2 separate regions of the Mus musculus genome follow, and region 1 is linked to region 2. A link is a contact called in public HiChIP or PLAC-seq data. All regions are on one chromosome and are shown on one strand. Each heading gives the region's core, a stretch centred on a gene start, on an enhancer-like site or on the middle of the called end of the contact. The rest is flanking DNA. Distances are from core to core; before and after follow the strand shown. Region 1 holds the start of Ddah1 (dimethylarginine dimethylaminohydrolase 1). Region 2 has its middle 35 kb from the start of Gm17501.

Region 1 (4,138 bases), core at 337-2,836, 73 kb before region 2:
CTAAATGGCAAATAGGTAGACTTTGATTATACTCAATCTCTAGGATTTCACCAGGCAAGCAGATCAAGGGTGGAATAGGCATATTTAAATCATAAGCCCAAAGAACTACTTGCAATGCGACAGAAAAGTGAAAAAAAACAAACAAAACAAACAAAAACAAGGAAGAAAACCCCTCAGATAGGAAAAAAACCACCTGCATCGTGTCACACTGCTGGATGCCAAGAGTGTGGGAGAATCTTAAGGCTGGGCTCTTCTCTGGCAGTCAGAAAAATCCCAGGCCAGATGGCATTTTAAAATCTAAACTCGTGTGTCTGTGCCTCTCTCCCACTAACCTACATTATTTTTAAAGCAGTTACAGCCATTTCTACAAGATACGATAATGTGTTGGCCCCTTGAAGAAAACAAAAAGCAGTCTTAATTGCAGAGAGAGAGGGGAGAGAGAGATTAAAATGACAGAACTTATTAAAAAAACAAAAACAAAAACCAAAAAACCTCCCATTGCTAATGAAACGGAGCACCCCGCAGCAAGCACAGCTTTTCAAACCCGGCCCATTCACAAACACATTTAAACACAGCTCACTAACAAAACGCTGAACACATTCGCTTGCCAGTTCTTCAAGACTCACTCGCCACCACTGAAAAGTAACTTGAATTCCTTGGGTCTCTGGGCATAGTCTCTGCCTGGTGTCACCTGGTCCGCCCTGCCAGGAGCTCCCCCAAAGGAATCCCTGCAGGACTTGGGGACCCCCCCCCCCCAAGCCTCCACCTGCCCTCCGGGAGGACCCTTCTCTGTCCTCACTGGCAAGGAAACAAGAGTAGCATTGTCCTCAGCGCTGTGTAATTTGCAAGATAGAACCTCTGGCGCTCTGGGTCTCCAGCCCAGCCACCTGCCCAAGTCCTCGTCACTACACTCCAACTGAGATCGACTCAAAGGCTCCCCGACTGCGAGGAGGTGTGAACAATGAAGTTATCTGGCTCGGATTTCCCACACCCAGCCACGCCGCCCGGAGTCCGGCGGTGGGAAGTTGGGAACTGAGCCCGCGGGGTCAGTTCCACGAGCGTCCCCCCTCGGCCGCGCCCCTCGCGTCGTCTGCCCGGGGGCTGGCCCGTTACCTCCTTCCTGCGGCTGGGCGCCCCGGGGCGGGTGATGAGGGCCGTCTCCTCGCACACGACGGCCACGTCCTCCACGAACACGCAGTCGGGCAGGCTCTCGTCGGCGGGCAGCTGCACCACCTGCAGCCCCAGCTTGCTGCCCAGCACGCCCACGTAGAGCTCGTGCTGGCGCTCGGCGCGAGCGAAATCCACCTCCTCGCCCTGCGAGCGCCTCAGCGCGTGGCGGCACAGGGACTCGGGCGGAGCCCGCACCACGGCGTGGGTGGCCCGGCCGAAGGCGGAGGGGTGGCCGAGGCCGGCCATGGTTCGCGCGGAGAGGAGGCGACGGTGGCTGGGTTTGAGTCGGTGGCTCGGTCCTCCCGAGAGCAGCGCGCGCCCAGCCTGCGAGCCTGCGAGCCTGCGAGCGCCCGGCGGCTCCTCTTGGCAGCCGATGAATGTGCTGCTGCGGGAGCCCGGCTCGCGCCCGGAGCCCTGCCCGCGCCACTGAGCATGCCCAGAGCTCCGGGCGCCGGCCCAGCGCCCGCGGGCCTATTCCTATGCTCTCCGCATCTGCCGCAGACCGGCCTGGGTCAATCGGGATGCGGAGGCCAGGGACTTAATCAGCAATGACTCCCTCCGTGGTGTGTGTATCCCACCGCAGGTGCACGCCTCACATGGTCCCCATGAGGACCTGGAAATTAGGCAGTGCTGAACTGGACCTGCTGGAGAAGACTTCACGGTCAGGGGACCAGGTGAAGGGCGATTGTTTATGGATAAACTTTCCCTTTCTCTTCTTCTCTTTTTATCCAGCACGTGGAACCTCGGTTCTCAGCGTGGCAGCCTGTCTTCACCCAAATTACCTCGACTTTCTCCAAATTGACCAACTGCCCCACGTGAAACTCAGTATAGTATAAAGAATGCATTTCTTCCCACCCAGGAGAAAGTAACCCAAAAGACAGACACACAGTTACAATAAGTATCTAGGAACAGTGATACTTCAAGCCCACAAGGCAATTTAAAGTGGGAAGAATGCCTCTTCTTGTTTTCTCCGTTTTTCTTTAACTGCACTAGGCTTGTCATTCAATAAAGGAGTGTTTATCTAGAAACCAGCACACATACCTACCCTATCTCATCCCCATTCGAGGCTGAAGGCACAGAGATAGGGTGAGGGATGGTACTGTGGGCTTTAACAATGTCCTATTCCAGGCTTCCCAAGATACACTTCAAAGTCACTGTTTTAATAAACCTGTGGTCACAACAGACCTTGGGCGACATTTCACCCCTGATGAGCTTACAGCATCCATTCCGAGAAGGATCAACCACCTCATCCAGTCCCCACAACTACCTTAAACAACGAAGACTGCAAGAACCCAGCTGTATCTCACCAGGGCAGTGGGATTGGCAAAACCCTCGCCCCCCCACCCCCCACTTCCTCTCGCTAACATTCTCATCAGGACTCCAAAGATGGACTTGGGAGTCTCCGAACCCCGTAATGAAGCCACGTGGATGAAGTCTTTATCTGCTCTTCACCAACACGCTTCTTTTGAGGACTGGTGCTAGAGCTTAGTCCCCGGGGACGCCCAGAGCTTTTGCCCTAAAGCTCAGGTAACAAAGATTGACCCTAGAATACTTTTCTCAGTGCAATCAGTTCTGAAGAAAATGTGATTCCAATGTGTTTATTTCCAGAGCCTGCTAGAAGCAAGGAGCTAGCATTTTGTTCCCACAATAGAACTCTGCCCCCCCCACCCCCCACCCCCGCGGTCACAATTCAGTTCCTTGACCTTCGGAAGGAGATTCCAGCTTCCTTACAGCCTCGCCCTTCCTGTGGGAACACACCTTTCGGAATTCCTGTCACTTCTCGACCTTCCCTCTTTGCCGCTCAAGAATCCGTCCTTTCTTTGATGGTGATACAAAGCCTGTTCTTTTTCCTCTTTCACATATCAAAGTTTAAATAATCCAGGGGGTGTGCTCTTCTCAAGGAGACCACCTCCAAAATTCTGAAATAGTCTAAGGCGATAGTCTCCTCCCCCACGGGGTGCAGCACACTACTAACGTACAGGTCATTTCCATAATCAAGTATTATAATTGAACGAGGTGTGGTGGCTTGCACCTAAAACTCAAGTCCGATTGAGGCAGAGGGAGGCTTGAGGCTAGCATGGTCTACACAATGAGTTCTAGTTCAGTAGAGGATACATAAGAAGCTCTTGTCTTGGGTAAGCCACATATATTTATAAGCATACGTATGTATTTATACAGACACATATGATTTGACTGTGACCTTAGAAACCCTCTCATTTGATTATTTTGTCTAGTGTTTTGAAACCCAGCTGTGGCATCCAGTATCCGCGTCAACCTTTTGCTTGTATATTTTAAGCCCTGTTTAACAAGACCAGAAATATTCCATGTCTGAGGATCTATCCTGCTTAAGAAGTTCTTCGGTTTGAACTTCAATCCCCTTGGTCTCAGTTCTGCCTCCTGATGAAAGGGGCAGCGTTCTTTCACAAGCCGCTATTCACATATTTGAAGGCAGTGCTGTTATCTCTGCAGTCTGTCCTGACCCCTGCACTCTTGAAGCCTGATCTAGCAGGAAGCAGCTTCTGATTTGGTTTCACAGTCCTTTTAACATTCTCATGTTCTTCCTTTTGATGAAAACCAACTTGGCCATATCCCTTCTAAGACACCCAGACAAAAGATGATTGTCCCTACGCCTGACTGACGGACACGATGGCAGTTTAATCCAGATGGGAATATGCTCTTCTCAAGGGGACCATCTTCAAAATCCAGGCTGTACTTCTCCCTCGTGTTCTGTAACATACGACTAATTTAAAGATCATTTTGATCATTGAATAATATTTTTGAACCAGGTATGGTGGCTTGCACCTGCAGTCCAAGTACTAGCACCTGTGACAGGTGCACTGGTGACAGGTACATCCCATGACAGGTGCACCCCATGACAGGTGCATCTCTGATAGGTGCTAGGCTCTGTCAATCATGCATTCATTTCCCCAGTGCTCTGGTGCCAAGGCCCATGCTCCAGCCATCTTAC
Region 2 (4,267 bases), core at 392-2,891:
CAATTTCCCAGAAATGTTTCTCCATTTACATTTACCGTTAATAACAGTCCTGAGGGATGTGAACACGTGTCTCAGTTTTATGAATAGGAATGAATGCTGAGACTCTACTCTGCAAGGTTAAAAACTCTCCTTAGATCACACAGCCAGAAAGTGGGGAGCTAAACTGTCTTCCTTTTATGATCTTAGTGAACCGACCATACAGCTTCTCAGATCTCCTTTGTAATAAGTATGGTATTAAGGTGTAGACAAGTCCCAAGGCTAAGTGTCACATAATAATCCTCACATGGTGTGTTTACCAGGAACCAGAAGATACAACAATGTTCAAACTGAAGAGCTCTGAACCTTCTTAGCTCCGCCTTCTCCTCTTCCCCCTGAATCACACTTCACTAAGTTCTTGGTCACAACCATCCTTGTACATGTTTAGCATATTTAAAGAAAAATGGAATATAGAGGTGGGGTTGCTGAGGGTGAAACTCAGTGTCAAGGCAGGTCCTTAGCATAAGTAAGGCCCTGGGTTTAATGATCCAGCAAGGACCAAGGGAAGGAAGGAAGGTAGGAAGGAAGGAAGGAAGGAAGGAAGAAGGGAGAATGGAAGAGCGGCTTGAATATCAGATCGTTCTGAAGAAAATGACAGTTGTCACGGATGCAGGGCTGTGCTGATGTTAATTGTCAACTTGACTTCTAGGAAACAGGCCTTGGTTTATCTGTTAGAGACTGTCTAGGTTGAGGTTAGCTTTAGATAATGCCTGTGAGGGAATTCTTTGATTGTGTTGGTCGGTGTAGAGCTCCGAGAGGAGAAAATCAATATTGGCATTATTGATAAAGGAGGCTAGACATCATTATCTCAAAACAATCCTATCGTCCTCGGTAAACACTGAGGGAGCCTGGAGCAGAGAAACTTTTCCCCAGTTGGATGTTGCCTGGGCTTCTGCCAACGCTTCCTACGCGGAAAGAGGAGATTCAACTGATGAATACAGAAAGAAAATGTCTAAAAGCCAAAGACATTGTGACTTTTGTGGCAGTTGCATTATTTTTTGTTTTTATTTTTTTCATTTTTTGATATTTAAAATATGTTTACAACAAGGAGATCTGTTATTTACCTCTTGCCGATCTGTTCCTAGGCTTGAGAATGTGTTACACACTGATACAGCTAAAGCACTATACCTACCTAGTTTTTATGTCTCCTCCTTCTTCGTTTAAGCTAAACAACTTGTATGTCAGAGGAATAAAGACGTTTCTGAACAATTTATGGGCTTGAGAACTGGACTCAGTATCCAGATTTCCATACGAAGAAGAGTTGAGGTTAGCATCGCTGTGTACCAAGACTGGACAGATGTGTAATCATGGGCATGGCAGGGCTGGACAGGAACATAGCCTCGTTCCTGGGTTTTCTGCCCTCCTTCAGATGGTGTAGGGAATAAAGAAACCGGATCCATGAATTGCAATTAACGTCCTGTGTTAAATAAAACAGTCAAATAAATAGTTCTCAGAGCATGCTGTCCTGCTGGACAGGCATCTCTTGAGCCACTGGGGTGGCTGCCAGTGAGTGGCTAGTTGGAGCGCCAGCTAGGAGTTACTGTTCTCCTCAGGCACTCAGACACCAGGAGCCACGTTGGGTGTTGGCTTTCTCCAGCCAGCGAGCGAGCGCTATCTCGCTTAGTCAGACTGCCCTCTGTACTAGATGAAGCGGAGAGGGAATTCCTAGCCACCCACTCACTGGGAGCCACAAAACCCGACTCATCCTGGGGGCCTTGGGGGTGGAAGGACCACAGCTCCTCTTACTTACCTGAGCACAGTAGCCGACTATCAGGAGACTGCCTCTGGCCTTCACACATTGCCCCACTGTTTACACAGCTGATGGAAGTTTACCCTCATTGAGGAATTTGGCTCTAGAGGATTCCCCTTAAAATTCCCAAAGGGCCTATTCACCCTGTCACACCTACACAGATGCCTGTGGAGATAGCGACAGCGGGGTTCGTTTCTAACTTCCTCTGCACAGGACTGGAATTCTACACGTTTATTTAAAAGGAGGGGGGTTGGAACAGCACTAAGGGGGGACTACACACCCCAGCATTATAGGAGGTATTTTCGAGAAGGATTTTCAGCAAAGTCAACAACTCCCTTGTCCTACCACTCAGACATTCCTTGGCTTCATCCAACAGCCTAAACTCTGCCCTCCTTCCTCTCCTCACAGGCACCACGCTGAGCCAGATGAGTCTCCCAGCAGCTCCGAACCTTTCAAAAGCAGAGAAAGAAACACTCAAGGAGAAGCAAGAAACAGGGGCTGGAAATTCTTCACCTTTAATAATGTAGAGGCCGCTGGCCCGCTCTTTGCAGAAGAAAACACCTCGCCCGTGGTTTAACCATGATACAGCACAGGCATCAGACTGACTCGGAGTTTCTTGAAGTCTTTTATGCTTTTTCTTTCCAGAGAAGGATCAGTTTCTACTCTTTGCTAAGTTGCTAAGAAGTGTTGAAAATGGCAGCTCACTATTAATTTTCCCGTCTCTCCTTGCTGACTGGCAGCCGGGCTTGGCAGCAGGAAGGCCTGCTTTTGCTAGCAGTGAATGCCCCTTTCACTGGGCAGCGGCTCAGGGAACAGCCCTGCATTTGAGAAGGAGGCACACACAAGATGTAACTATATCCAGAATGGTCCCTTTCTTAATTTCCTTCCCTTACCCTAGGTCCCCCCTAGTCTAAATAATGAATGATATTATGTTGCTAAATAAATTTCACTCAAGTACATTCAATGCAAAGGATATTTTTTAAAGGAGGGGAGCAGATGCAATGTGTCCTCTTGTGTGTCTCCCACTTGCCTGTTTCTAAGGAGACAAGAGTATCGTCTCAAGTTCAAGGGCTTAGGTTTTGTTTTTGGTTTTCTTTTTAAAGAATTATTTATTTATTATATGTAAGTACACTGTAGCTGTCTTCAGACACTCCAGAGAAGGCATCAGATCTCATTATGGATGGTTGTGAGCCACCATGTGGTTGCTGGGATTTGAACTTAGGACCTTTAGAAGAACAGTCAGTGCTCTTAAACGCTGAGCCATCTCTCCAGCCCAGGCCTTAGGTTTTTGTGACAAATTAGTTTGACCAATTCTGCTAAATGAACAGTCATGCCACTTTGATCAAATCTCTTTTCTTTCAATGTCCTTATTTATATAGTTTATAAAATAAGAAAATTACTCCGGAGAGTTCTGCTTTCGAGAATAAAATATAACCATCTTGTCAGTTACAATCGTAGTCATGGGGAGCATGGGTTCCTCACAGAGGGGAGAGTTCAGCTTTCCTTTGCTTGTGTCTGTAACCCAAAAAATGCCCTTAGCAGATGTCGCAAATGTGATGTTGCATATCGAAGTCTCTAGAACTGTGAGCCAATACATTGGTGTTCGCTGCAAGCTGCCCAGGCTGGGGTTTTCTGTCACAGCTGAGTAAGGCATTGTGGCTGGCTCCTCCTTCTCAATACTGTTAGACTGGAGGCAAACCATGCGAAACAGAGAGTAGAGATAAAAGCCATATACAGAGAGTTCTAAACTGTTAGTGAACCAGAAACAAGTGAAAGTCAATATAGTCCTCTAAGGAAAAAAAAAAAAAAAACAGGAAAAGAATCTACGCATAGTACAGCGCATGATCATTTGTAGGAGGTGGGGAAATATTCTTTTTCAAATACTTGATAACAAGTGGGCTTTACTTGAGAAATAAATCCAGAAAACAAGAGTTAAACTAGAAGATGCATTTATACAACAGAGAATGTCTTCTTTTGGAGAGTCATAATTAAACACTTATGCATTAAAAGCTCTAAGAAAGCCTGCAGGGCACTGGATCACGCACAGTTACATAGGTTCTTGTGATGCCCAAAATTAACCTGCAAGCCCCACCTGCCCAGGAACCAGGTAACTTCCTGGATGCTGGGAGTTGTAGTTCTTGGAAAACAACAAAGCCTCATGGGAAAATACGGTGGCCTAGAGGTTTGCCCTTATAAGCCCCCACAACACGTGACTTGAGGCCATTCTCAGTTGGGAAATTCCAGAGAATGGTCCTGACCAAAGTTCATCCCTTGGTCAGTATTAATATTTCATAAAGATTGCTTTAGATTTGGCCCAAAATGATGGAGCTGATTTTTTTTCTGGTGAATCTCACGACTATCAGTTCTCATCAAGGAAACCTAACTCATTTTGTGTAGCTGAAAGCGCCCTAAAATACCAGGGCATTTAACCTCATCTACACACAAATGTTTTTGGAATTAGTTCCCTACAACACACTTAGG

Evidence for each region. HiChIP or PLAC-seq counts read pairs in DNA pulled down with a chosen protein or histone mark.
Region 1: an H3K27ac HiChIP or PLAC-seq map of extraembryonic endoderm stem cells shows a contact between it and region 2. The contact joins the promoter of Ddah1 here to the enhancer-like site in region 2. A contact is called at or near these places in 3 of 39 promoter capture datasets (cranial neural crest, frontonasal cranial neural crest and hippocampal neurons), 3 of 484 Hi-C or Micro-C datasets (embryonic fibroblasts, extraembryonic endoderm stem cells and nephron progenitors), 7 of 115 datasets of contacts at active chromatin or transcription factors (astrocytes, craniofacial prominence, embryonic fibroblasts and 4 more) and 2 of 9 other capture datasets (adipose tissue and pancreatic islet).

Annotation. Positions count from the first base shown.
Region 1 is chr3:145,756,140-145,760,277 of GRCm38.p6, reverse strand. Ddah1 (dimethylarginine dimethylaminohydrolase 1) reads right to left here and starts at 1,586. Exons shown (of 6, transcript NM_026993.3): 1 at 1,114-1,586. The coding sequence starts at 1,416.
Region 2 is chr3:145,682,690-145,686,956 of GRCm38.p6, reverse strand. No RefSeq gene overlaps it. Among named protein-coding and RNA genes, the nearest start is that of Gm17501, 35 kb to the right of the region's middle. Within about 2 kb of position 1,641, at least 113 of the 459 cell types and tissues checked have an H3K27ac peak or open chromatin away from gene starts, as enhancers often do. A contact at or near this core is called in astrocytes, embryonic fibroblasts, extraembryonic endoderm stem cells and 1 more, where this site is marked.